Linked DNA regions of Mus musculus: regions 1, 3 and 4 are each linked to region 2. Evidence: chromatin contacts called from public ChIA-PET and promoter capture Hi-C data. All regions are on one chromosome and are shown on one strand. Each heading gives the region's core, a stretch centred on a gene start, on an enhancer-like site or on the middle of the called end of the contact. The rest is flanking DNA. Distances are from core to core; before and after follow the strand shown.

The links. Promoter capture Hi-C pulls out the DNA fragments that hold promoters and counts their contacts. ChIA-PET counts read pairs in DNA pulled down with a chosen protein or histone mark.
Region 1: a contact with region 2 is called in a promoter capture Hi-C map of hippocampal neurons, with 4 times the contacts expected there. The contact joins the enhancer-like site here to the promoter of Osgepl1 in region 2. A contact is called at or near these places in 7 of 39 promoter capture datasets (the 3T3-L1 cell line, the C10 cell line, the HPC-7 cell line and 4 more) and 1 of 9 other capture datasets (pancreatic islet).
Region 3: an RNA polymerase II ChIA-PET map of memory CD8 T cells shows a contact between it and region 2, with 13 read pairs. The contact joins the enhancer-like site here to the promoter of Osgepl1 in region 2. A contact is called at or near these places in 4 of 39 promoter capture datasets (the 3T3-L1 cell line, the C10 cell line and the HPC-7 cell line) and 2 of 115 datasets of contacts at active chromatin or transcription factors (effector CD8 T cells and memory CD8 T cells).
Region 4: a promoter capture Hi-C map of pre-B cells shows a contact between it and region 2. The contact joins the promoter of Inpp1 here to the promoter of Osgepl1 in region 2. A contact is called at or near these places in 7 of 39 promoter capture datasets (the C10 cell line, hematopoietic stem and progenitor cells, hippocampal neurons and 3 more), 1 of 115 datasets of contacts at active chromatin or transcription factors (astrocytes) and 1 of 9 other capture datasets (adipose tissue).

The regions. Positions count from the first base shown.
Region 1 is chr1:52,984,636-52,992,147 of GRCm38.p6, forward strand. It overlaps a transcript of 1700019D03Rik not described here. Among named protein-coding and RNA genes, the nearest start is that of 1700019D03Rik, 36 kb to the left of the region's middle. Within about 2 kb of position 2,271, at least 20 of the 459 cell types and tissues checked have an H3K27ac peak or open chromatin away from gene starts, as enhancers often do. A contact at or near this core is called in hippocampal neurons, where this site is marked.
Region 2 is chr1:53,311,452-53,319,227 of GRCm38.p6, forward strand. It overlaps Osgepl1 (O-sialoglycoprotein endopeptidase-like 1), which reads left to right and starts at 2,173. Exons shown (of 8, transcript NM_001285839.1): 1 at 2,173-2,407; 2 at 3,405-3,648; 3 at 6,451-6,838. The coding sequence starts at 3,428.
Region 3 is chr1:53,763,718-53,770,720 of GRCm38.p6, forward strand. It overlaps Stk17b (serine/threonine kinase 17b (apoptosis-inducing)), which reads right to left. Exons shown (of 8, transcript NM_133810.3): 4 at 2,204-2,348; 5 at 315-441. Among named protein-coding and RNA genes, the nearest start is that of Stk17b, 18 kb to the right of the region's middle. Within about 2 kb of position 1,829, at least 20 of the 459 cell types and tissues checked have an H3K27ac peak or open chromatin away from gene starts, as enhancers often do.
Region 4 is chr1:52,814,606-52,821,731 of GRCm38.p6, forward strand. Inpp1 (inositol polyphosphate-1-phosphatase) reads right to left here and starts at 3,083. Exons shown (of 6, transcript NM_008384.2): 1 at 2,797-3,083.

The DNA.
Region 1 (7,512 bases), core at 1,021-3,520, 330 kb before region 2:
AAAGGAGCTAAAAAAAAAAAAGTGGAAAAAAAGACAGCATTTTCAACAAATGGTGCTGGTTCAACTGATAGTCAACATGTAGAAGAATACAAATTGATCCATTCTTATCTTTCTGTACAAAGCTCATAACCAAGTGGATGAAGGCCCTCCACATAAAACCAGATACACTGAATCTAATAGAAGAGAAAGTGGGGAAAAGTCTCAAACACATGGGCACAGGGGAAAAAACATTCCTGAACTTTGGAATCTCCAACGGCTTATGCTCTTATTGACATCAACAATCTACAAATGGGACCACATAAAATTGCAAATCTTCTGTAAGGCAAAGGACACTGTCAATAGGACAAAACAGCAACCAACAGTTTGGGAAAAGATCTTTACCAGTGTCATATCCGATGGAGGGGCTAATATCCAATATATACAAAGAACTCAAGAAGTTCGACTCCAGGGAACCAAATAACCCTATTAAAAATGGGGAACAGAGCTAAACAGAGAATTCTCAACTGAGGAAACTCAAAGGACTGAGAAGCACCTAAAGAAATGTTCAACATCCTTTGTCATCAGGGAAATGCAAACCAAAACAATCCTGAGATGCCACCTCACACCAGTCAGAATGGCTAAGATGAAAAACTCAGGTGACAGCAGGTACTGGCAAGGATGTGGAGAAAGAGGTGGTGCTGGTGGGATTGCAAACTGGTACAACCACTCTGGAAATCAGTCTGGCAGTTCCTCAGAAAACTTGACATAATATTTTCTGAGGATCTAGCTATACCACTCCTGGGCATATACCCAGAAGATGCTCCAACATGTAATAAGGACACATGCTCTACTATGTTTATAACAGCTATATTTATAATACCCAGAAGCTGTTAAGAACCCAGATGTCCTTCAACAGAGCAATGGACACAGAAAATGTGATACATTTATACAATGGAGTACTACTACTCAGCTATTAAAAACAATGACTTCATGAAAAATTTTAAGCAAATGGATAGAACTTGAAAATATCAACCTGAGTGAAGTAACTCTGTCACAAAAGAACACATGTGGTATGTAATATCCACTGATTAGTGGATATTAACCCAAAAGCTGGGAATACCAAAGATTCTAAGAAGAACAAAGACCAAAATGTGGATGCTTCATTGCCTTTTAGAAGGGTGAACAAAATACTCACAGGAGGAAATATGGAAACAAAGTGTGGAGACTGAAGGAAAGGCCATCCAGAGACTGCCCCACCTGGGAATCCATCCCATATAAATCCACCAAACTGGGACGCTACTATGAATGCCAGGAAGTGCTTGCTGATGGAAGTCTGATATTTCTGTCCCCTGAGAGGTTCTGACAGAGCCTGACAAATACAGACGTGGATGCTTGAAGCCAACTATTGGAGTGAGCTCTGGGGTCCCTGATGGAGGTGTTGGAAAAGGGACTGACGGAGCTGCAGGGATTTGCAGCCCCATGGAGGGAGCAACAGTGTCAATAGGGCAGACCCCCTAGAGCTCCCGGAGACTGGACCACCAACCAAAGAATACACGTGGAGCAACCCATGGCACTGGACACATATGTGGCAGAGGATGGCCTTGTTGGATATCAGTGGGAGGAGAGGCCCTTGGGCCTTGAGAGTGTTCGATGCCCCAGTGTAGGGGAATGCCAGGGCAGGAGGACTGGAGTGGGTGGGTGTGGGGGTGAACACTCTTGTAGAAGCAGGGGAAAAGGGGTGGGAAGGGGGAGTTCCAAAGGGAAGACTTGCCTGAAAAGTGGAAAGCATTTGAAATTTAAATAAAGAAAACATCGAATCAAAAAAACAGTTAAGGGGAACGGTGAGAAACAAAATAAGATCTTACAAGCTGCACAATGGTTTGTAAAATCTTTGTGTCTTGGGGTAAGTCACTTAACTTCGCTTGGTTTTAGATGGTCTAAAATTTGGTCCAAGGAACTGCCTCATGCTTCGCCCCCAATATCCCAAGGCCCCCAAACCCAGCTGGTTCTAAAAAGACAAACATGGACGAGGATGTAGAACAGGGCCCTGGGAAGGACATTAGCAGTCAGAGAGAACATCTCTCAAGCTAGATGGGAAGCCATACTGTCTGCAGGCAGGGCACTGAGGAGGAGGAAGCCCAGAGAGCAAGTGTTTCCAGCTCCAAGGTCTCCTCTAGGGGCGAGTCTGGTCTACTAGACTATTTATGGAGATGCTCTCCGGACCTAGTTAGCCCACAGGCTCTTTAGAATATCGGTGATTACACAGCACACAGCTCCCTGCCTCCTCATTTGCTTGTCAGCTTCTGTTTCTTGCTCACAGGATGGCTCTGTTCTCTTTTCTGACAGATGCTGCACCCTACCGAGTACTAAAATTAGAATATCCTATATATATATATATGAATCACCTCTCCTCTCATGACCTTAGAACAGCCTTTTGTTGTTCATATTGAAAACGGATTGTTTTAAAGAAAAAAGTCTAAAAAACCTGAAATGGGCTTTTATATTTAAAGAGGACAATTTAGTTGCTGGCATATAGCAAGTATTTACTGGCTTTTAAAAACGTGTTGATGGCTGGACATGAGTGTGTCAGTCAAACAGGTCATAAAGATACTCAAAATAATTTCCATTTTCTATATCAGTGTATAAAGATATTTAAAATTCATTTTTATTTTGTCTATATATTTTTTAATTATAAAAAATAATTTATGGATTCAATTTCCAATGGAAAAATTTCAGCATAAAAGAAGGGAAACTATAGCTTTTCACTATACAGCCTCACACTCGAGCAAAGAGTTAACTGTTACTCTGAAATTAATAGACTAATTAAATTACAAGATATGTAAAACAGTGCTCTACAGCTCTTACAGAACAAGACAAATGCACATACTGATTTATACCAAAGCAAAACCCATGCCAGTTAAGATAGATGCAGATTGATTCCATAAGTAGCACATACCAACTGCAGAACATTATGAGAAACCGGACTGCCACTGTGATGACTGATGCAGATATCCTTGTGTCCTTAGGTTAAAAGATGAATGCCCATGTTCAGAAACAGAACTGCATATATGCCAGCTCTTTTCGGCACAACTCTAGGAGATGTCATGCATAAACACCAGCATCCACCGAGTGGCATGCCCACAAGATGTGGATGGAAATATTGAAAAGCTACAGCTAGTCTTAGGATGGGCTTGCCAAGCTTCAGTGCTTATGTTATTAGAACACTTGCTTTGCTGTGTGAGTTTATACTGAGGTCTTAGCTTATTTGGCTTGTTTTGCAGCACATGTATCACAAAACCTGTGTGCATGGAGTATGTGAGTGCATATATGTATCCTGTAAATATATTTATATATTTAGCAATATATAAAAAAACTAGGTATCTGTGACAGGTAATGTGTGTATTAGTGACTGTAGTACAACTGAGGCACTCTCTAAAGCCATGTGAGAATCATAACTATGCATTATTTGTACAGTTGAAATATCCTAACTCCCACAGGTTTCTAGGTCACATGGCCAATCCCAGCAGAGGCAGCATGGGGGAACTCCAGAGCCATCTCATGACACCCTCCACATTTTAACTCCTTAGTTCCTTTCTTGGATAAGGACAACAGATTACACACAGATTCTATAGTTTCAGAATATACTTATATACATCATATATATATATATATATATATATATATATATATATATATATATATGATCAATTCATCTGTAACTAAATAACCACTTTGACTATTACCAGGCTTAATTTCACGTAAAATATTTTCTGTACATTTTAAGCACTTTATGTTTTTTAGACCAATCGGCTATTTGTGGGTGGGGAGCGATCTCAGAAGATTTGGTACTTTTTGGCATCTCAGTGGATTTGGTTCATTTTTTGGCATCTGGGTGGATCACACTCCTGCCGAGGCCAGTCAATCATGGTCTAAAACCTCCAGCGCTGTATGTCTAGTAAATTCTCTTTCATTATAAGTTGATGATTCCAGGGTATTTGTTACAGTGACTGAAGTTCCAGTGGGGGTATGTCTTCTTCAGAAGAGAAATAGAATCCCAATTGCATGGGAGTCTTAGAGAACATTATTCGGGATGTCTGCACTCCTTTTCAAGTAAAGCTTGGAAAAAATACAAGCCAGGGAAAATGCCAGGGTCTCACCACCCTCCTCACAGGGCATGCTCCCAGTGACCTAACGACACCTCACTGGGCTGGGTCTGTTAAAGCTCCTCCCTAGAAACCAAGTCCTTAATACATAGTTTAGATCTAAACTGAGCACGATGAAGCTGCTTACCCACACTGAGAAGCAGAACTTCCTTCTTCGAAAGAGAAAACTGTATTCTGCACTTCAGACTGACCACTGCCTCCTCATTTTTCCACTGTGAATGTTACTTGAACTGTTCTCCGAAGTTTTGATAAGTTTTCTTGCTGTTTTACATAAATATATGTGCACAAACTCTATATCTTAGGTATTTGCTTTTAAAAAATTTCTCATAAAGTAATTGGCTGTTAAATGAAGCCTTCATGTATCACATGCAACAATCTCCCTTGCTCTCAGCAGTGTGTAGACCTGTGGCCTCCCAGGCCTGTGGGGGAGAGTCCAGAGAAGGGAAAGTTAAAACAAGGCTGGGTGGTAGAGGCTTTAATCACAGCACTCAAGAAGCAAAGGTAGACTGATTTCTGTGAGTTCAAGGCCTTCCTGGACTAAGGAACTAGTTCTAGGACAGCCAGGGCTCCACAGAGAAACCCCATCTCAGAAAAAAAAAAAAAAAAAGGTTAACAAAAGTATTTCCGGTACAATCTTAGAAAAATACAAGTGGATTTACAAGCAACTTCTCTGGAATGGATTCAGATTAGGTTTACACAGATGTTCTACTACTTGAACGTAATCTCTTCTTACAGATCTCCAGTGGCTGAAGTGACCTGGTATCATTTCATATGTACTTTAGTGTGAGAGCGCAGTCTGCATAGTGCTAGGGTGTTTGACATCTCTGCAGTATGTACAAATACTCATCTTGTCCAAGACTCATTGGCACAAACACACTGCTCTTCGCTCTGGCTTGAGGCTCTGGGTAGTAATCTGGGGACATGGGGCTGAAGGGTGAAACAGGATGAAGCTAGAGGAAGGCGTTCTGAGGTTAAGAACAACAAATTTCCCTGGAACTCGGGGCCTCTGTCATGGACGACTGGACACATAGGCATTCTGCATAAACCAGTGAAGTCACTTGCGACCAAGCTTGACCTGAGAACCATGGAGTCTCAGATGGCTTAATCCCCACACCACTAAGGGCACTGGTTGCGAACAATCATATATATTTCCAATCTGAAAAAGTACAAATTAAGCTTTTCCAGTTTGGAAAGACTTAGTGCAGTTACTCTGAGCAGCTGCACAGTCCTGCTTCAGGGCTCTGATTGCCACAGAAATTGCTGCCTGAAATGTGGTCCACTGGCTCCCACTAACCTGTGTATTTCTAGTTAAAGGAAGATGTGCGTACCTTTCTCTCCCTGCCTCCTCTGTGTGTGTCCTTTCCAACCATCAGTAACTTATTTAAACCTATAAAATAATAATTATTATTATTATAATAAAGAGTGTGGCAATTCCTTTGATGTGTTCTATTCACCTGTCAGCAACTAAAACTATCTGCACTGAAACCAAACTTTTCCCATCACCTTTGTCTCCCTCAGTCTGTTACTGGGCCCAAGTTTATATCCTTTGTTTTCCATTATGGTTCTTTAACTCAAACCAATGTATTTATAAAGACTTACATATGCAGGAGCATTGACTATAGTGACTTTACCAACTGAAGTGTCCATTGTCAGAGGATACAAAGTAGTATTCCTCACTCTCATTTAACACATGTGTTTGCAGTACTAAGTAAAATACTGTTTGAGAGCTGTGAAATAAATCCTCTGGATTTTCTTACATGTAAGAATTACAGAATTACTAAGACATTAATCTTGTTCTTTGAAAGGTCATTTAAAAACATGTTCTTGGATTTTATTTTATACTTAAAATTTTTCTGTGAATAAAAAATTTAAATATATGCAACACATTCCATTAAACCCTTATCATGTGTAGAGTAATTAATTAATATAATTATTAAGGGCATTACTTTTCTAAAAAGATTTTGGGTAATCAAAATTATCATGTATTTTTATGTAGGTTGTCTGTTGAAATTTTATAACTCTGAGACTTATGTAATTTCATTAGCTTGTCTCTTTCAAAATCTAATTAGGAATGTGAGTATGACAGAAGAAATATATTTAAGTTTTTACAGCATTACACCAATGGACATATAAAAGAGAATTTCCCATTAACTTTGATTATAATAAAAACTACTTATATTAATTCCCTTCATGAAGCTTTTCTGAGACAAGTTAGAGTAAGAATTGTTTATTTTGCCTCACAGTCTCAGTGTGTTTCGTCTATGGTAATATGGTCTCATATAGAATATCATGGCATCAAGAGCATGTGTAGAAGAAGGTCCTCTATGCGTTGTGCACCAGAAGCACAGAGAGAAAAGAAGTTATCCTAGACATTATACCCCGAAACCTGCCCTTGTGATCCACTTCTTCCATTAGGCCCCATTTCTTAAAACTTTCCAGAACCTCTGAAAATAGAACTTCCATCTGGGGACCTAGGTTTTGACACATGTACCTGTTGGGGAGGGATTTTCCATAGTCCATCCATGTTACACCAGGCATCTTCTTTGTTTCACTGGTTTCTCAACAACTGGTTCATCATGGAATGATAGGGAAAGAGAAAAACTCTTCAGATATTTCCTACTGTAAAGTTATCTCTGCAGTCTCTGGAATGGCTGTATTCCTGGTTCACACCACATAGAATAAGCACAACATTTATATCCTCTTGAAAACTGTTCTCGAATCCTTCAGGTCACCATCTGCACTTGGGAATTAAAGCTGTTCCACAGCCATATGTACACAGGTCCTGCCAGGAGTGAGCTGGTCTCCCAGGAGTGCTCTTACCCTGAGCTCAGAGGTGAGATAGCCACTTTCTCCCCAATAACTGTCCAAAGCCCTCCTGGTCAGAAGCGCACAGGGCACACAAACAGTAGAGCAGCTGGGACAGGATCCTTCCAGTCACCATCTGCACCCAGAGCAAAGACTGTTCCACAGCCTGCTGTACACAGGTCCCTCCAGGTGAGAATTGGTCTCTCAGGAGTGCTGGAACAGGCTTACAGGCCCACAAGAGGGACAAGCTCCAGCCAGAAACAGCAAGACCAACTAACAAAGAGATCACTAGATGGAGAAAGGCGAGCATAAGAACCTTACCAAGAGAAATAAAGGCTACTTGGCATCATCAGAACTCAGTTCTCCTACCACAGTAAGACCTGGATATCTCAACACACTGGAAAAGCAAGATTTGGATTTAAAATCAAATCTTGTAATGCTTATAGAGGACTTTAAGAAGGACATAAATAACTCCCTTAAAGAAATACAGGAGGAGGCGGTGCCATCTTCAGCTCCAGACAACCGGTCACCTTCCTGGTGAGAGCACAGGGGTCTGCCCGGCCCG
Region 2 (7,776 bases), core at 923-3,422:
GATAACCTCAAAGACCCTATGAAGTAGTCACAATAGGACAAATGTGGTTATGATTTCCACTTACATTCATAAAGACAGAGGAGAATAGTTGTTGCCAAGATTGAAGTATTAATGTTTACCAGCTACTAAATTTTACTTTGGGGAAGATGACTTTTGGAGATCAATGGTAGTGAAGAGTATAAACAACAAGGGTTCTTCAGACCATGTATTCTCTCTTGGTTCTCTCTATGGTTATCTGCCATAAGAAGATAACCTGAAGGACAAGTTGTAAAGTAAGTATAATACCTCAGCAAACGTAAGAGAAAAATCCTCCAAAAATGAAACCAGACGAACAGTATTTCCTATAGTACAAGGATTTTTCTCACATCAAAGATGGAATTGCTTAGTAAAGAAGACTGGAAAGGAGAAAGGCAGCTGGCCATAGAATGCATGACTGATTTGAGGCTGGTGTGTGACTCAAGTGGGAAGCAATTCCTCAAGCTTGAAATATTAGCCATTAAGAGCACTGAGTTTATATCTACTGCTTTCATATAATATTCATTTGATCTTCATTGTGGTTTATTGAAAACAAAGATGAGAGACCAGCAGACTCACTATCCTAGCTCCAACATTATTACATTTTTTCACAAGTTAATAAACTAACAAGTTCTGATGACTTTTAAATGGTTTTCTAGCAATTTGTGATGTGTGACTCAGTAATCTAGAGTCCAGTCACTTCCAAGCCAAAGCCTGGAGAGGAATCAGATGCAGAAACCAAGGAATTAGGTCATGATCTTGCCAGGCTACAGATACAGCCATTCAAACCACTCAGCCTTCTCCAGGTTACTCCACTTTGTGTGCATTTCCAGTTCTCTACCTTTCAATTATCTGCATTGAAGATCGAGGGTTAACCTTAAGTTTTTAGCTCTCACAACTAAGAAAGTACCTGCCATAAAGGAACAGTCTGGATGAATGTGTGATAAAGTCCAGGTAGGCCTACAGGAGTGGGTATTTGTAGTCCCAGTTACTGTGGAGGCTTACAAAAAGAAGTCCGCGAGTTCTGGACAACATTGCAAGAACCTGAATCATAGATTTTTATATTTCATACACATGTACATGCATCTAAGTGGAACACGTAAGGTATAAGTATTGTAAAATTCTTCCTATTAAATTCACCTGAAGGTTACAAATGAGTTTGACTTCTGGTATTTAACCAAACAGGTTCCAGACTCAAGGTTGCCCTGGCCCATTCTGTGTTAGTCAGAGGCACTTAACTCTGTGACTAAATTCATTCAAAATTAGCAGCCCAATTATCTGTAAATGAGGCCACCAAGCACAGTATCTCCTGGATGTGTTCCTGACCCTGCTGGCACAAAATTGTTACTTTATTGTCACAGGTTGAAAAAAGTCTCAATTTTTTTAAAAGTAAGTTCAATATTGTAATTATGAATTTACTAGTACCTTCTCCTAGAGTTTAGTGTAAGTCTGTGAGAAGAGTTACCTGGTGGTGGTGGTGGTGGTTTTTTAACTCATCAAAGCAAAGATCCAAGCCCTTCCCAGCCTTGCATTGTAAAGCCTTTGCTTGCTACAGTTTTAAAGTTTAGGTAGAGAGGAAAGATTTGGAATACATCCATTTGATTGTACTAACAGGTTCACAAACCAGACCAACAAAAACAAAGCAAGATGCAATAATTAGTACATGCTATACAGAAAGTTGAAAGCTGACCTAGTAATCCGGGGCTATAGAATGCCATGGGTGCTTCACTTGGGATGATAAATGCAGCAGTTGTTTAAACTGTACAACCAAATACACTTCACTGAGAATCAAGTGCTGTTTTTGCGGGTGTTCTGACTTCTGATGAAAATACTTTCCCCATGAAAATGGAAGGTTTCTCAGGCCACTACCTTTTAAGTCTGGTGACAGCTTTCCTAAAATAGAATGACAGTAAATCCTACCCTTTTTCTCTTGGTGGCAGCAAAGTTCTAACGGAGGGCAGAACCCTTTCCTTAAATGCGGCATAGTGTGGGCACAGTGAGATCTACTGAATCTGGACACCTTTTCATGAGTCGCTATCAGCGTGACTTAGTAAAAGACCTGGTATTCACAAACCTGGCAGGAACGCCTGGGGCTATAAGAAGTTATTAAGCATTTCTTTACTAAGACAAGAGAAGGACCGCCGGCCCAAGGGCGGTGACGTCACTTCCGGGCGCCTGCGTAGTGCGGGCGCCCGCAGTTTCCTAAGGGGAATGGAGACTGCTCCCGCGCACGTCTTTCCTGTCCCAAGCTTTTGCTCACCACCAACAGAGACTCCGTTGCTTTCCAGCAACAGATTCCAGCTGTGTTGTCCAAAACTAATTCTTCTGGAGAGGCTGTGGGAGCTCACGACTGAAATCTGCGCGTAGTTTACTCTCAGCCCAGTCACTGCAGGTCTGCTTTCCCAGTTGACGCGTTCACTGTATTTCTAACCCCAGTTTTGCTCATTCCACACGTCTTGCAGTGTGGGAATACTAGAGTGTTTATGTTTAGTGATGGATGGATTGCTACCTTTTGGGGAGGAGTTGATGTGGGGAGAAGGGTTTAGGAAGAGGTTTGGGTGGTGAACCTATTACAAAAAGTGGAGATGTGAATCCGAAGATTGGATAAGTGTTTACGGTTGTCTTTGCAGAGATGCCGGGGGTTTTTGCTTGTTTTTTACAATGAACTTTATGAGAGGGCTTGCTTCCAAAATACAAAATTAAATCCTGATTAGTGAGCATAATATTTTAATAAACTGTCCAAATGCAGTACACTATTTTCTGGGGGAGAGGGGAGTCAATAAATGGGAGGCCTTTATTTTTGATTTGTTCTATTTGCCTTTAATTTTTAACATCACTTTAAGTAGTACTGTCCACATAACTATTATACTATAACATTAACTGTTGTATAAAGTGCGTGTTGAGCATGGTTTACCCAAAATGCCTGGACCAGAAGTGTTCCAAATTTCAAAAAAAAATTTTTTTTAATTTTGCGATGTGCCATATTCGTGACCAATTTGAGGATGAAACCCAGGTATAGATGTGAAATTCGTGTTTCATTTGCATCCTGTAAACACAGCTAAGGCAATTTTATACAATAATATTTTTAGTACTTTTTGTGTTTCCACTAACAACTCAGGTGGTAGCGTGCTTTAGAGCTTCTTTCACTTTGGGGGTGCTCAACTTGATACATTATAATCATTTTATATGCTTCTCATTTTTCTCTTGCAAAATTTGATTTATTCCTATCTAGTGATTTCTAGGACCTCTAAAAGATTTTGATAATGTTTTTACAAATGTTCTTAAAATTTTGAAGTCTGCATACTTAAAAAATAAGATAACATTCATTATTTTGTTTAAATAAATGAATTCATTGCAAATGACATAATATTTCTGTAACTCTTTTCTAGGAAGTATTTGTAGAGTAACAAATATGCTAATGTTAAGAAGGACAGCAGGAGCTATTCCCAAGCCCCCAAAGAGTAAAGTTTATGGATTTTTAAGAAGATTTAGTGTTCATCCCAGAACTCTCTCTTGTCATAAACTGGTCCTGGGAATTGAAACCAGCTGTGATGACACAGGAGCGGCTGTGGTGGATGAAACTGGGAATGTGCTGGGGGAAGCACTGCACTCCCAAACTCAGGTTCATCTGAAGTAAGTAGCAAAGGTTTGGGTCATTTTCTGCCTTTTTAAAGAAAAATGTCACCACTCTTTTCCATTTATCATGTATAAAAGTCAAAATTTAATAGTTAAATTCTTTTCTATTGTATAAGACCACTAAGTACCACGATAAATAGCTATGCCTTATGGTACACACCTTTAATACCAGCACTGCAGAGGTAGGCAGATGTTCCAGGCCAGCCAGTGCCACTCAGTGAGACTTGTCTCAAAAAAGAAAACAACAGACAAACCAAAACCTGCTGTAGAAATATCTCATACCTTGTCTTGGCTTTTAAGGCTTCCCCAGTTCACAGTAGGGTCTCAACATTTGCCAATCCTTATAACAGAAGGAAGCAACAACCATTCCCAGAACTAATAAATTTTATGATGTTTTTCTCAATGATGCCTTTTCCCCCTGTATATATGCTTTGTGGTTTCAACAGCAGTCCCAGGAAAGCATCATCTGATAGTTTAAAAAAACAAAACTATTCACATGTACACATAGAATTCACATAGTACTTAAGACATTGTTGTATTAAGCTTGGGTTTTTAAACCCAGCTGTTTGCAGATGACCAGAGGACCAGTGACTTAAACAATTGGACTGGATATAAAGTGTAAAATATACTTAGCTTTAACCAATTGTCACTCAAGAATGTAAAATGATTAGAGTATTTAAAATTTAAAATTTAAAATGATTAGAGTATCATAATTTTCAAAAGAAAGTGGAAATCCACATTTTAAACATAATCTCTAGTTTGTGTTTTTTAGATTACTCTAAAATCAGGTGGGAGTTTCACCTGTCGTCTCTACTTGCTTGCCTCAGGCTGATGTGTAGTTACATAATCTGTCACACTGAGAGCATGCATTTTTTTCAACTTTCTTGTCTGTAAAATCCAGATAATCATAATGCCAATGTAGTAAATGTAAATAAATGTGAATTATTTTAGCACACTTGCTGTAGTTTTTGACAAGTATAAGTGGTTCAATACAGTGTAGCCATTACTAATAGCAGTTCTGTGCCTGTCAACACAGTGAAGAGATCATTGCAGGGTAGGAAGTGTAGTAGTAAGGCACTGGTTGCTAGCATGTCCCTTCTTTCAGACCACCACTTTTTCCTTGCCACTTCCTATCCAAGTCAGCCATCCAGCTGTTGTAAATATAACCCTCAAGTCCTGCTTCCTCATCAACTTAGTTCAGTCCTCCCTTGCCTCTTACCTAGACTCTAACTTCAAATTTAAACAATGTCCTTATCTCTGCATTTCCCTCATCATCTGCATTCTTTATACAAATTAAAACATGATTATAAAATGTGTTCTCATTGCTTATTGGAGAATAAGGCCACCGTTTTACTCATTATTTGTCTTTATTGTTTAGCATAATTTTTATTGAAGAAAACACCAAAGAAGGCATGAAATGGCTATAAAAAGGAAGAAATGAATGGGAGGAAAGGACTTGAACTCAAACATTCAAACTCTCAAATTCCAATCAAATATTTTGATATGGAAAAAAACCAGTCAGCATATTGCTTTCTAGTGTTTTCTGACATCACAATCTGTGATGGTCTCCAGGAATCAAAAGACACAGCTAGAAAAGTAAAGAGACTTTGCATTTGGTGGTGGCAGTGAGAGTGTTACTAAACTAAACATTAAGTGTGGAGACTAAGATAAAATGGAATGTTAAGGGGAAGTGAAATGGCTCGTTAGTAAAGGTCCCTCCTGACCAGAGTTCAGCCCCTGGAACTTCACATGGTAGGAGGAGGACACTGACTCTGCAGGTTGTTTTCTTACCACCTCTACATTCACCAGCCCTCCCCTAAATAAATAAAAATGTAATCTAAAATGTGTAAATTACGTACTAGATTTTTTTAAATGAGCCTTGAAACTCAAATGACTCTGAGACAAATAAGTATATAAAGTAGTAACTAAGTGTTTATTGAATGTTGTCAGCATTTTCATATCTGTATAGAAATTATCCACCTGGTCTTAAAGTGGCAAATATTTTACAGTGATGTGTTCAGACCAGAGGTAAATCTTACAGACCCTGTGTCAGACTGTAAACCAGTTACATGCTACTATATTTGTTGCTGGCCAAGTTCCACCTGTTGTTTTTCCCATGCTCGAGACTGAATGCAAGGCCCTGAGTATGTTAGACAAGTGCTTTACCACTGAGCTGTATTCCCAACCCTCCCTGCTAATTCTTAACATTTGTGTGATCAACCGCTGTCCCACATAGACCCAAAATCCCAACCACTAACTCTGAGCACTAAATTCCCAAACTTTATTTTAGGATTGCAAGCTATCTCCTGTCCTGGTGTGACCTCAAGTGTACTGTGTTTAAAAATAAACTCATCTTCACAAAACTGTCTTCATATTTCTCACTGTTTTATTTTCTTCTTCTCGCAGTCATCCCTACCAAATATGAGTTATCTTTGATGCCTGGACTCTTCATATTCTCTTGTGGAGTCTAAATATAGTTACTTTTGACAAATTACTCTTGCAGTAATTTCTGAAATTCTCACCTCAAAATGTTGATTTGAGCTAAATGGATTAGCCTGTCCTTCCTTTGTTTATGACCCCTTTGAAGTGCTTTATAATGCTATTCTGGTGACGTCATTCATCAGAAGTAAACTCAGGGGTTTTGAACACAGCATGAAAAGTCTGCGACAATATTGAACTCATATCGGACTTACATTATAAAGCACACAATGTGCTTTCTACAGTGATTCATTTGGAAGAATGCCTTCAAATGTAACATTTTCTTTCCTAGTTTTTTTAAAGACTGTCTTTTTGTTTCAGAACAGGTGGGATTGTTCCTCCAGTAGCTCAACAACTTCACAGAGAAAATATTCAACGAATAGTAGAAGAAACTCTTTCTGCCTGTAGAATCACCCCAAGCGATCTCTCAGCAATTGCAACTACCATCAAACCGGGACTGGCCCTAAGCTTGGGAGTTGGCTTATCCTTTAGCTTACAGCTAGTAAATCAGTTTAAAAAGCCATTCATCCCGATTCATCACATGGAGGCTCACGCACTGACTATTAGGCTCACCAATAAAGTAGAATTTCCTTTTTTAGTTCTTTTGATTTCTGGCGGTCACTGCCTGTTGGCATTAGTCCAAGGTGTTTCCGATTTCCTGCTCCTTGGGAAGTCTTTGGACATAGCACCAGGCGACATGCTTGACAAGGTACTCTTCCAGGTTCTTCTCCTTTCCTTCTGGTGCTGCTTGCCAGTCTGCAGACTACTTACCTAGGCAATTCAGAACATTACCTAAGTAGACTTAAAAAACTATTTTTAAAAATTACTACCAAAGGCTTGGTGGGGGTAGGAGTATAAACTACAAATTCAAGGCCCAACCTTGGCCTTTGAATGAGTGTGATGCAAACCTGCGCCATGCAGCAATGTCTTGTCTTAAAAGTCAAGAGTTGTGGCAAAGCTTAGTGGGGCACATCTTTAATGATAGCTCCTGGGAGACAAGAGGCATGTGGATCCCTGAGTTTGAAGCCACCCAGGTCTACATAGTGAGCTCTAGGACAGCCAGGGCAACAGAAAGAGCAAAACAAAACAAAAAACCCTAAGAGTTGTAATAACTTTAAATCTTTTTCTTTTAGATAGGTTTCATTCTGTAACCCATGCTAGACTCAAAACTCACAGTGATCCTCCTGCTTCAGCCTCCCATGTGCTGGCATGATAGATGTGAGTCACCACTATGTCCATCTCAATTTTGTAATTTTTAGCCATTTAATAAAATAAAAATTTTACATTTATATGTAAAAGCTCAAATAGTTTCCAGGTATTGGTATATATTTAGTCAAATACTTCTTATGAAAGTGTTTGGGAAACTAGCATGCTGCAAAAATAAAAAGGTGTGCCGGGAGTGGTGGCACACACATTTAATCCCAGCACTCGGGAGGCAGAGGCAGGTGGATTTCTGAGTTTGAGGCCAGCCTGGTCTACAAAGTGAGTTCCAGGACAGCCAGGGCTATACAGAGAAACCCTATCATGAAAAACCAAAAAAAAAAAAAAGAATAAAAAACATAAAGGTATTCAGAGATAGGGACAAGGGATGGCAGTACATGCCTTTAATCTCAGCACTTGGGAAGCAGAGGCAGGTGGATTGCTGAG
Region 3 (7,003 bases), core at 579-3,078, 450 kb after region 2:
TCCTCTTCTCCTTACATACAAAGCCAGTATAAACACGTACATACGTTTATACTTAGCCCATGTCCTGTGAGTTGTTCCAAATGCTTACATATTCCTGATTTCACTATAACTCATCTAATGAGTCATAAACAAATTTGAATGCATTCAACTTCTGAATCAAGTGAGTCCTGGTATTGTGTAATCTAAAATAGGTGAGGGCTTTCCGGTTTATTTTTGGCACTAAGCAAGCACTCTACCTCATGAGCTATACCTCTATCATAAAACATACTGTTAAAGAATTCAAAATGATATAAAAAATAAGATGGAATTCTTACCTAAGTATTCAGGTGTTCCCATGATTTCCCGAAGCTCACTTGCATTCCCAATTTTTCGAGACATTCCAAAATCTACAATTTTTATGTCCCCGAGTGGGTATATACTGCTCAAAAGTATATTCTGTGGCTAAATAAAGCACATAAAAGGTGATGAGCAATAGACAATGAAGGAGGGTACTTATCCTATTATCCTAGATTAAAGATAAATTGAGTAGAACCTGTTGCTTAGAACTTACACGTTTCTTAGATACTTTATCCCAATATCCACTGAACTCCCAATTAGGAAGAGTACATATTTCATGATGAGGAAATTCACAGACACGGACTTTTAGTTTTTAAGATGTACCAAATTCTGTCCATGAAAAGTTGAAGTGGCAAGCACACGTGTACACATACACACACACACACACACACAGAGAGAGAGAGAGAGAGAGAGAGAGAGAGAGAGAGCCAAGCACATGAAGTCTTTGCAGTAGAGATGATGCTCAAGCCAAGTCTTATAGGAAATTAAAAAGGCCTGACTGATAGCAGAGTAAGCATGAAAGAATTAGCATACATATCCCATCCAGAGTAGAAAGTGATTCTGAATCATGTGATGGCTCTAGATGAGCTGGGCCTGACTGTCCCAAGGTTTATAGCTTAGACATTAAGATGTATGTATCCTCCACTGTCTCCTAGAGACATATGATTTGACTTTCTTGTTGCAGGTGCAGACTATGACAAAGTCCTATCAGAGCCCACTGTAAGTGTAGAAGTGCTGCTCAAAGTCTGTGCACAAAAAATCCTAACAGTCTTAACTGGGTGACAAGAGACTACTAGAAGAGACAAGTCACCTCTGTTGCCAGCTTCATGGTTATGGTATTAAAAACCAGGTTTACAGGCTACCCCTACTTCAAGTGCTGTATGAGTCACTTTGCCTTGATCAGGACAAAGACCAAAAATTTGCTGGTCATTGATAATCACCCAGCTACCTACTCTGTTGCCCCTTTCCCATTTATGTCATTACAGAAGAGCCAGTGGGGAGGCTGGACTGGAAAATTTTCCTTCCTCTCCACGAGGGACAAATGCAGATGGTGCTGGTTTTTTGTTGTTGCTGGCTTTTTGTGTGTTTGGTTTCGGTTTTGGTTGTTTTCCTAAGGGATAGAAGAGACAGCTGGACATTGTACATTTTAAAGTATTTACAGAACTTTCAAATGGATTCAAATTGAAACCACAGTTGGGAAAAGATTTGGAAATCAGAGATAAGCCTGGGCTATGGCATGCAGTGATTTTGGAATTATGTTATGAAAGTGGCAAAGGAACCCAAAGGCTCATACAGACAAACTCTATAGGCAGAGTGGAGGCCATTGTTTAATAAACACAAGACAGGTTCCTTCAGACTTTAAAGTCTGTGAGTAGTTGTGGAGAAAGACAAGAAAGAACAGCATTACCAGAAAGCATCGAGTGGTTCTGGGGACTAGGGTAAGGCCTCTGACTAATCTGCACAAGACAAAGGCCATCACGCTTTAGAGAAGATGAGTGAGATCTGGAGCAGAGCAATAAGGAGCAAAGAGAGCACATTAGACAGCCATCAGCACCAATCTCTTCAAAGGGAGGCGGTGCTAGGAAAGGTCTGGGTCGGCCTCTAGGAGTAGGGGGGAGCAGGAACTAGTATAAGGATGATGGGTTTTAACTCAAGCTTATCCCACATGCAGCTTTTCCTGTCTGCAATACAAAGCTCACAGCTCACACACAACTCACAGTTAACACAGCTCACACAGCAGAGGGCACCCACTGTAGTCTAGAGGACCACAACACAACTTGCTTGTATCAACAGCACCCTAGCACTGAACCTCCAAGAACACAGAAGGAACACTAATGTTGTGTTAGTTTAAATCACATTAACATACCTTTAAATCAAGGTGAACAATGTTATTCTGATGTAGATAATGAACTCCTTCAAGGATTTGTTTAATGAGTCTGATAACATCATTTTCAGATACCATTTCGGCTAACTCAGGTAAACACAGGTTGAAAATTTCTCCACCCGCAGCACTGAAAGAAAATTAAAATGGAACCTTTTAAAATCATTTACCTAAAAATAACCTTTAAATACTGTATACCTATTAAGTGAAAACCACACAGCCATGTAAATGTCAGGTATACCATCTCTGTCTGTCAAGACTAAGAAACATGTTGTAAATAGGATTCAGTGCTCTCAAACTTCAGTTCCAAGTTGAATGTTCCAAGCACCAATGCAGCTGTAAGCTGTCACTGATTAATCTGTACGCAGCGTTCCAAGGGAAGGATTTGCTGCTGGCACTGTTTCATGACAACATAGGAAACACTATCAGCTGGTAAGGAACATGTCTGAAGGCACCAATGACATACACTTCACTTCAATCCTATTCCACTCATTCAAAACATGAAAATTCATGAAACTAACTTTATTATCTGACTTGAGGTATCATGATAAGGCAGTCTAAGTATCAGAAATTTCACACCACTGTTGTATTTATATTAGTAGTTATTGCATTTATATTAGTAGACTACAAAATCAGGCATAGGAAGGCAAGATAGGAAACGTGCAATCTGAAAAAGAAATAAATTTATCTTCATGAATATTTAATATACTGGCCACTTTATCTGTGCATCAGTGTTTACCTCCCACATCCTTCCCTGGTGTGTCTTGAAGAAGGAGTGGAAGTCCATAGTGTAGGCTGGCAATATACCTTCACCCCTCCCTTTTTAGTTAAAACCGTTTACTGTAACTAAAAATCCCACTCAAAAATAGATTGGCCTACTATATTCCTGCAATGGTGCCACTATTATAATACTGCGAATACAATTCTAAGAAAGTAAGAAATGAAAAGATGACACGCTAGGTTTTCAGAAACTTGTTTGCTAGGCACTTTACAAGGTATAGAATACACCATGAACTGAGAAAATCATACAAAGCAAGACACAGGTCACCAGGATGCTCACAGTTGTGTCACAGAAATCAAGAATTCATTCTGGCTGCTGTTAAATTAGCTATCACATGGACTTTTAAAATGTCTTCTACAATGACATATTTAATCGAAAGAACTTTGTAATTTCCTAACAAAAAAGGGTATCTTACAAAGGCAAAGTTGCCACTTGTTAATTATAGGCAAGTTCCCCTTCCAAGCTATTCTGTTTCAAGGGAAGCTTTTGCTATATAGTCTTCAAAAAGCTAAAGAGTGTAAGCCATAATTAATTTTAGTTTGCTCAAAATTCAGCATTATTAAAAACTTCATATGCCTATTTAGAAAACACATTCTCTTTGATTGGATTTTTAGGTGTTTTCCTTAATTCCTGCATATGTCTCCAAATCACTTAGCAGGAACAAGGTCTTCACATCACAGAGTGACAGTGACTAGACTAGTCTCAACATCTCTCCTCAATTTATAAAAAGATGCAACCATACCACCTTCTAGAAAGTAACATTTATTTATTCAAATAGTCAAAGAAAGGGCTAAAATAGTCACGGTTATGCTATAATTGGAATGAAATACTTTTATGTGGGCTATATATTTTGATAAAAATAAAAGATCTTTGTACAAGGTGATTACAAGGACTTCAGTTTAATTTATAAAAGTAAATAATTTGACTTTAAAAAAGTTTAAATTGAGGCAAAACAGGAAAATACAAAAACACAATAGAACTATCAAAACTCCTAGAAATATTAATTACTAAATAAAGTTTACAGGTATTTACAAAGCTAGCAAACGCAGTAACTCAAAACAGATTCAGATACTATATATAGTTGGACACATTTATTCTGTGAGCTCGCAATAACATCCAAAAATTTGCCCTGAAGCTCCACCTTTGTATCATAGGCTGAATAAAAAAAAAATAATTAAAAAAAAAGCCATACAATGGAGTTCTTTGGAATTTAGCCATATATGGGTCTATGGATATGGCAGTGATACAGCATGTATGCTTATATGCTTATAATGAACTAGGGTCTGGGTTCAATTTCTATAACACACACACACAGACACACACACACACCAAACTTTTTATGTGTCTTTGAGTTCTAAATTATGCAAACCTTGTTTTGTAATTAAAAAATATTTTTAAAGAGTTTTATAAGATGAAATCCCAACCCTGAATATAAACAGAAGCAAACGGATTTGACCTTCCTCTGTATCTCTGACTCTGACTAAATGTCATAGTGGGCCATACTTTGGCTTAAAAGAATAGCAAAGAAAAGAAGAAGAAAGAAGAAGGAAGAAGAAAGAATAAGAAGGAAGAAGGAAAAAAGAAAGAAAGAAAGAAAGAAAGAAAGGAAGGAAGGAAGGAAGGAAGGAAGGAAGGAAGGAAGAAAGAAAGAAAGAAAGAAAGAAAGAAAGAAAGAAAGAAAGAAAGAAAGAAAGAAAGAAAGAAAGAAAGAGAGAGGAGGAGGAAGGAAGGAAAGAAAAAGGGGCTAGGGAAAACGTGTTGCTTGCTGCCAGGTGTAGTATTAGCAGGTTTAAGCAGAACTGACAGATACCACCCCACTGAAACCAGAGTGTCATGTAGAGCCGGCTAACCAGGTTCAGCCAGGGAAGATTCATGGAGACCTTGGTGTGCAGAGCCAGGAAGTCTGCAAACACTAATTCAACAACATCAGAAGGATACAGATTGGAGCTTTAAAACCTACTTGACAAATTTTAACCTTTGATAAATTCGGGACAAATTTGGCATGAAAGAAACATAATGGAAAAAATGATTAGGGTCTACTAATTTGATCATAATAGGTTGTTTTTAATTAATTCTATTCAACAGTTTAACAAAACCATGAATACAAAGTGATAGTAAAATGGGAGAAAAAAGAAAAACACTTTTATCAGAAGAACACCAGTTCAATAAATGTAGAATAAATAATGGAATTAGAAAGAATCATTTTCTGCTATTCACTGTAGCTGCTAATTTGTGCAAGTATGTCAATGGTTACAGAAATTTCTGGAGGGAATCTGTCAAAGAGAAGGGCATTTACTAGGTGACCACTCAGATTTGTTATTAACTACAAAGGGTTGTTCCTTTATATTGAAGATATACTCATCTCCAAATTTTCACAACCAGCTGATGATGTCGGGCAGTGGTAGCACATGCCTTAACCTCAGAGGCTGAGAGGCAGAGGCAGGTAGCTCTCTGAGTTCCAGGCCAACCTGGTCTACAGGGTGAGTTCCAGAACAGCTAGGGCTACACAGAGAAACCCTGTCTCAAAAAAAAAAAATATGGAGACAGTAAAGAAATTTACATGTGGGCTATTGGATGATTCGACTTCATGTATGCTGACTTTACGTCTGATACTTATGTTGGTTGTGTAGAACACCTCACTCCTTAGAACAAATCCTGCAGGATGCAAAACAGAAATTGCATATACAATCTTCAAATGGTTCAGCAAAGACATCAAATGTCAACTGATGAACTGAAGTGAAGAATATACACGTGTCAACCGGATTATTTTTTCAAGTATTCCTAGATTCAAAATCTGTCTGGCCAAATTGTTAGGATTAAATGAGAATGCCCAGTGTAACACTGCCATCCAGAAAGTGACAGACACGCTTGAGCCCCAATCCTAGCAATTACCTTTAGTCTTAAAGTTACTTTAAGAGATTAAATACACTAATCTACCACTACACTTGCTGAGGGCTAGTTCTATCTCAGCCAGAGAGAGGTATTTAGATCACAGTCAGTCCTATTAAATTTGTTGGATAGGGTTCCTAGATCCATTTTCAGATTGTGAACATGACCTATGCATAAAATACATCATGATTCTAAGGAATTTTGTTGTAGCTCTTCAGACGATCTCCAAACAGGATTTTATTAACACAGTCAATGTCTTGTATTCATCTCTATACCTAGTATTTTATTAGCTGTTTTTCTAATGTTTATGCTTTTCCCATAATTTATAGGAAAAGAACTAGAGCAAAGGCAGCTGAAGAACTTTTGACAAAAATCATCATAAAATGCATGAAAAATGAAATGGCATTGGTAGTATCCTAGTATTTCCTGCTATGCTAATTTACTCTGAAGCTTCTAGAATATACTTTTATGTATCTTGTTCTGAGAAATGTATATACTACTCATTGTTCAGTAAACTACATGTCAGTTTAACCTTTTAAAAATCATCATTTCCGGGCTAGAGCGATGGCTCAGAGGTTAAGAGTACTGACTGCTCTTCCAGAGGTCCTGAGTTCAATTCCTAGCAACCACATAGTGGCTCACAACGGTCTGTAATGGGATCTGATGTCCTCTTTTGATGTGTCTGAAGATAGCTGCAATGTACTCATATACATTAAATAAATAAATAAATCTTTTTAAAAAATAATTTTCATTCACAAATTATTTTAGTCAAATCTATTTTCTTACATAAAACAATTGACTTAAAAAAAAACCCATATGAACAAATCTCTACTTCCTTACAATATGAATCCTAAAACGAAGCTCACAGGAGATGGGGTGGGAACTCAGAAAGCATGAGGCCCAGGTTCTGATCACAAAGCAGGTGTGGTGGCCTGCCTACAACCCTAATGCATAGGAGATAGCGACAGAGCATCTAAGGAGCAAGCAGGCCAACCAGACTGGCAGAAAGGGCACACTCCAGGTTTACTCAAGGACCCACCCAGTCTCAATGTATAAGATGAAGATCAATTGAGAAGACACCTAAAATCTATCTCTGAGTTCCACATGCTTGCACA
Region 4 (7,126 bases), core at 1,833-4,332, 500 kb before region 2:
GCATACATGTGTGCACACACACTGGAACATTTACATACAAATATACCACACATACACAACAGCAACAATAAAAGATTCAGTAATCAGGACATTCCTATGACCCTAGGACTCTGGGGAGGAAAGAAGACAAAAGAAGGAGAATCAGTTCAAGACCAACCCCAGCTGCCTATTTGAGGCAGCCTGGACTACATAAGACTATCTTTTTTAAAATCCACTCATGGAAAAACTTAATAATATGAAAAGACTCGATTAACATTGTGCATATCATGATGGAAATGAAATCACCAAAATATGTTTACAAGCATACACTTACAACAATCACCAGAATAATAAGATATGTAGATTTCTTAAATGGGCAATATTACATAAATAAATATTATATAAATAAAACCTCAGTTTTATTAAAGAACCTTTTATATAGATGAATCCTGAATGATTCACAGCTATTCACAGTTTGGCAACAGTGCACTCTCACCTGCAGATTTCAGGACTGCCTAGGTATTTGTCATTGCTTATGCTTTTAAAAAGTTACCATCGCTGTCTATTTTAATTGTATTTTTGAAATTATGACTTGTAAAGTACTAAGTTGTGGGGTATGGAGGGAGCTCAGTCAGTAAGGTGGATTCCAAACATGCCTGGGGCCCTGGGATCCGTCCCCAACCTTGCACAATCACCTAGTGTGGTGGCACTCGCCTGTAATGCCAGCACTGGAGAGGGGGAAACAGGAAACTCAAGCTCAAGGCCACCCTCTGCCTCCCAGGGTTTGAGTCCAGTCTGGGACACCTGAGACCCTAACTTTGTAGCTAAACACTGCGACCAAGTTGCAACCAAGTATCTTTTTGTGTAGGTGGTTGTGGTATATGTGCGAGTGCATGCATGCATGGTCCAGTGTTTGTAGATGCCTGTGTGCATGCATTTGGAAGCCCAAAGCTGAAGTTTGGTGTCTCCATTTATTTATTGTAGCAGGGTCTCTCACTGAAGCTGGAGCTCACTACAGCTACCCTAGCTAGTCAGCCTGTCCTAAGAATCCACCTCTGCCTCCCGAATGCTGGTAGTGCTAGATGAAGGCTAGGCCTACCCACCTTTTGTATGGGTTCTTGAGACAGGGACTACTTCTTCAGTGAGCCATGCCCCTCCCCACCTCTGTCTAGCCTTCTACTATTATCTTCCATTGTTAGTAAACAGCTACGTTTAGGAAACACAACTCCATACTAATTGTGAGAAACAGGAAGCAACACTTTTATTTCCAAACTAACCCAGACAAAAGCCCAACATTGAGTCATTCTGAGCTTCTTAGGACACCCTAAGTATTTTAAGGAAGACATTTATACAAGACTCCCACCTGGGGAAAGTCCACATCTGTGCCACTCTTTAAAATGGAAGATGTTTGTTTTTAATTGATTACTTATTTATCTTTTAGGCAGTTTTGGTGTAACATGAAATAGAATAAAGCATCATTTTTCTAATTATTATTCAAGATCGAAGTAAAAGAGGAAATACCTATATAACGATTTACCTTTATTGCTTGTATTTTTATTGGCCTTCTGTGTCTAAAAATAAATTAGAATTTTTTCTCCAATTACTCCAAGTACAAGTATAATCTAAATGTGCAATAATGAACTTCACACTACAGAGTGAGAGTCTAAGGTGCAAGTGGTGGCTTAGTTCAAAAACTTGCAAAGAAGAGTTCTTAGTCTATTCAAAAACTGAAGTGTAACTTTATGTGTCTTACACAGTCTTCTTCATTGCTAAGAATTAACTGCAAAAGTATTATAAAAGTCCTTTAAATGTAAGTTCTTAAGAAAACAGCAAACAGGCACGTGCAGGGGTTAAAATCGGCTTTCCCGTTGCCTGTATTTTCCCTTTCATTCTGTACTTTCAGATGCCTGACTGAGGTCATCTTGCTAGTCCATCAGCCAAAAGTAGTCCCTGGGGTTGTTTTCTTCCTTAGATTGTTACCAGGTGGGTGGACCTAAGTCTTACCATCTGATTAAAACTGGGAATTAAGGGCAAGGAGCCAAAAAAGCAAAGCAAAACAAAACAAAACAGAAAGATTCATTCTGCATGGGATACATATATATTAAGAGTCCTGTCCGCACGGCCTCAAGCCGCAGTCCTTTTGACGCGAACACCCTCACACAGTGGGCAAACTTCCACGTGTTCCGGTCCTAGTTTTAAGGACAGAAATCTCCAAAGTACACACCGCGCTTGTTAACGTGTATTCCCTAGATTTTTCTTTCACACCTCATGTCTGACAGTCCATATGATTTTTACCAAAGCCAGGTTAGATAATTTAGATGACACCCTTCTATGCTGTCCACACCCACTGCCTAGACATGTCTCACAAAACCATACTTCAAAATGTAGAAAAAATATACCCCCGGACTGTTTAGTCTACACCCATCCAATGGGTCTCTAGAGACAGTCAACGTGGATCCACGTTAGAAGCATCTCTCAGGCAAACTGCTCCCCTACTTCTTGACAGCTACGCCACCTACCCGTGGAACCTGGGCCTCTGCTTCTGACCATTCTCAGATCACCTCATTCAACCTAGAGGCTAGTGGTAGGAATGGAAAGAACCGAGCAGAAGAAGCTACTCTGCGGGCGATTGGATTTCTTTCGGTGGCTTCTGCAGAGCTAAGGGGGCGGCGTGATCCGCGAGCTTAGCCTCTCGGTTCGGGGTTCGGGCTCTGTGTGGGTGGGCACGGGCAGGCCGGAGAGGCCTCGATGCAGCGACCCGGTACCTCGCAGGCCCAGGCGCCGAGGCCAGTAGCCTTCGGCCGGAGACCGACTCACCTGCCCTCTGCAGAGGCGATGGAGCGCGCGAGGCTCGCGGGGACCCAAATGCGCGGAGGTGGAGACGCTGGACACCGGGGAGGGGTGGCGAAAGCAGGAAAGCGGATTACCTAAGCGAGGATGCAGAGCCCCAAGGAGGATACAGCCTTTCCCAGAGAAACGGAAGAGGCGGAGGAGGGGCGAGAGAGGAGGAAGGGAGTGCCAACGCCTGGAGGTGGTCGCGCTGGGACCTGGCGCAATCCTCCTGTGGCGGGCACAGCCGGAGGGCAAGCCGCCAGGAAAACACCGGAGGTCACCGCAGCGAAGGCGGGGAGGCGCCCTGCCTCTCTTGGCTCCAGCAGTGCAGCCCAGTTTCTGCCAGGTCCCGGCCCCGCCTCTTTCCCCCGGGGCGGGTGGCCTCTTGCTTCTGGGGCGGGCGAGGGCATCCCACGCCAGCCAGCCTGAGTCTGGCCTCCGCGACGTCACAAGTGAAGCTTTGTCAATTTGCTTGAGAGGGCCAGAAAGGTCAGGGTTGCCTCAACCACAGTTCTTGGTGTGCATTGTTTCTTCAGAAGCACCCAAAAAGTCTTTGAGAATATTCCTCCTCCATTCATTTGAACCCTTGGTGTTATGGGTTTGACAGATGGTTTGAAGCTGTGAAGTTGGACTTCCTGCTAGAATGAGTCCCCCTGTTCTAATAGAAGCGTCTAGGTTCCTACATGTTTGTTTAGTCAAAGCAGTGTCTTCTGGACCTTATTAGTTGTGGGTCAAGGCCCAGCCAGGCAAGAAGCACATGTTGGGTGGGAAACTCATCTCTTGCTGCAACCCTTTTAAACTAATGCTCAGTGTGACTTAAAGATATAGTTGGGAGTGGTAGGTGGAAATAGAAATGGGTGGTGATGGACAAAGGGCAGCAAGGGTAAGAATTTTAAAAAGGGCAACATTCAACTTTGGGATAGAAGGGGCTCAGAGTCTCTGTGAGTGCTCTGGGCCCTTCTGTCCTGGTAAGATTTATCCGGCTTCCCTGTGATTTATTCTGTGGCTGGAACTGGGAAGCACTTCAACAATTCTAGCCTGCAGGCTTTCTCATCAACCTCTCCCCAAGCTCCCATTTATTTATGCGCAGTACTGCGATGGCACCTCACCCACTTCCATTCCCCATCCGCCTTCCATTCACTCACAGGTTCAGTGGATTCAGCCTTCTTTCTCACTTTTACTTTGTTTTGTTTTGTTTTTGGTAAGAGTCTCACTTTATAACCCTTGCTGGCCTCAAATTCGCTATCCTCCTGCTTCTGCCTTCTGGGTGCTGGGAGTACAGATGGGTGCTACCATGCCTAGATCCTCATATTGTCCTTTAGTTCCATTCTCTTAAGTCCATTCTTGGTGTTACAGCTGATATTAATTATGAAATCATATCCATGACAGCAAAATCAAGGAATAATATAAATGTGACATTTACCATAAGGAAATGGGAGTAGATTTGTATCTAGGAGCAGAACTGGGGAGGGGCTAGAGTAGGAGCTATGACTCTAGCCCATTTCTCTGCAGGTGCAGAGACCACCCTACAATACGTATCTCACTGGATCACTTGCTTGCTCTGATCTCTATTAACACTTGGAGCAAACTGCTGGTGATCAAGGCACATTTCCTCCTCCTCACTGTCAACTTTGCCACTCACACTTAGTGACCCTTTTACCAAACCGGATCTAGATGTCAATCCACAAACTTTTAGAATTCCATGTTTATGGCTGCCATTGCTATTGCAGCAGTCTCTTGCAGCTCTAACACACAGCTATAAGAGCTGGATAACTGGTAAGTCTTACCTCATAACTGATGAGATGGCACAGCAGGTAAAAGTGCATGCCACCAAGCCTGATGAACTCACTTGGATTTCTGGTACCCACATGGTGAATAGAGAGGACTGACTCCCCAAAATTGTGCTCTGGCCTCCATTTATGCGCCACAGCACACCTGTGTGCTCACATACACACAGTTATAATCATAAAAAATAATTTTTAATTAGGTATTTATTTCAGTTACATTTCCAATGCTATCCCAAAAGTCCCCCACACGATCCCCCACCCATTCCCACTTCTTGGCCCTGGCGTTCCCCTGTACTGAGGCAGATAAAGTTTGTACGACCAATGGGCCTCTTTTTCCACTGATGGCCGACTAAGGCCATCTTCTGATACATATGCAGCTAGAGACACGAGCTCTGGGGGGTACTGGGTAGTTCATATTGTTGTTCCCCCTATAGGGTTGCAGATCCTTTTAGCTCCTTGGGTACTTTCTCTAGCTCCTCCATTGGGGGCCCTGTGATCCATCCAATAGCTGACTGTGAGCATCCACTTCTGTGTTTGCTAGGCTCCGGCCTAGTCTCACAAGAGACAGCTATATCAGGGTCCTTTCAGCAAAATCTTGCTAGTGTATGCAATGGTGTCAGCGTTTGGAGGCTGATTATGGGATGGATCCCTGGATATGGCAGTCTCTAGATGGTTCATCCTTTCGTCTCAGCTCCAAACTGTGTCTCTGTAACTTCTTCCATGGGTGTTTTGTTCCCAGTTCTAAGAAGGGGCAAAGTGTCCACACTTTGGTCTTCGTTCTTCTTGAGTTTCATGTGTTTAGCAAATTGTATCTTATATCTTGGGTATCCTAGGTTTCTGGGCTAATATCCACTTATCAGTGAGTACATATTGTGTGAGTTCTTTTGTTATTGGGTTACCTCACTCAGGATGATGCCCTCCAGGTCCATCCATTTGCCTAGGAATTTCATAAATTCATTCTTTTTAATAGCTGAATAGTACACCATTGTGTAAATGTACCACATTTTCTGTACCCATTCCTCTGTTGAGGGGTATCTGGGTTCTTTCCAGCTTCTGGCTATTATAAATAAGGCTGCTATGAACATACGAGAGTTGTGGTTATCTTCATTTTATATTTAAAAAAACAACTGCATCATTATTATAAATAGTCATTATAATAAATCTTTATAGTATATTGTAAAGAAATAGTTATAAAAAAATTAAGTTGTAAAGGGGTTAGTTTACTCAAACTTGTAGTAGTGTTTGGTGAGGCTAAGTTTGAACCTAGAAATTTGGCTCTCGTACTCACGTGGTATTACCCAGTCATCATTTAAAAACCTTTCTCAGACTGCATGGTTTAACTGTAAAAATGTTACCCGCCAGCTCACCCATTGGAGCTTTCAGCCTCAGTTTCTGGCACTATTTTCATGAGTTTCAGAACTGTTAGGAGGGAGTGGGGGTGCAGTCTCACTGGGAGAGCAGAGGAGTGAGCGATGGGGTTCCTTCCGAATGTGGAAGAAGTTGGAGCTGTAGACCAGACGAGCCTCAGAACGGTCCATGCAGAGCTTAGCAGGCCTTCTGGTGGGAATGTAGGGGAGCAGAATGCCAATAGAAGGACAGACAGACAGACAGGTCTCAGGAGGTTTTGGTGGGGAAGGGGAGGGAACTGGCCTGGAGGCCATTTGTGTTACAGTTTCACAAAGACTCTAGGCACATTTCCAGCAAATACAAGTGACACTGAATTCAAATGAGTAATTCAAATTCAAAGGATGAATTTATTTTGTGGAGGAAATTTCAGTGCAGCACGGGATTTGTTCTTGTTGCATTTGTCTAGATTTGCACTGAGAGCTCTTAGCAGAAAGTGAAGCAGAACCATGTAAAGATATGCATTTGGGCCAGGAAAGGAGGGAGAGTAAATTTACAATCATGAACAAAGTCACTGCTGGAAATGCTGCTGCCTGTTAACAATGAGTGACACAGCTAAGAGAGAACTTCCTTGCTCCCTGCTGCAAGAGGAGTCGCTCCTCCAGTACAAGACAGCACTTCATTGAAAGCTCCAGGCCACCTACTCATCTCACCCAGCATGGAAGCTATCTTCCTGGGTTCTGCCATATTGATAATCAGAGGCTGCCACAGCTGAGTTGAGAGAGAGCCAGCCTATGTATTTGGGCCCACAGCAGCATTTAGTACTGATTTTACAAGCATGCAAGATTCCAGAGTTATACTATTTTAGAAGTTCACACCAAGGTTCTAGACAGTTGCTGGGGACAGATAATATGGATCAGGATTGGACCCGTGAATGAAACAACATCTTTGTGGGTAGTTCAGGAAGCTTAGAAGGTGAAGCTTAAGTAACAGTGGATTTAAGGATGCTAGAGATACTAAAAACATGAAATATCTGCCATTGGAAGCTGCAGCCAGAGACTGGACTTGGCCCAAGAAAGACCACATGTGCTGTAGGGAAGGGTTATCAAATTCCACAGGATCCCAGGTTGTACCATATAAGACTGCAGGGTTTGGCATACAGGGGTTTCATTTTGCTTTGGATC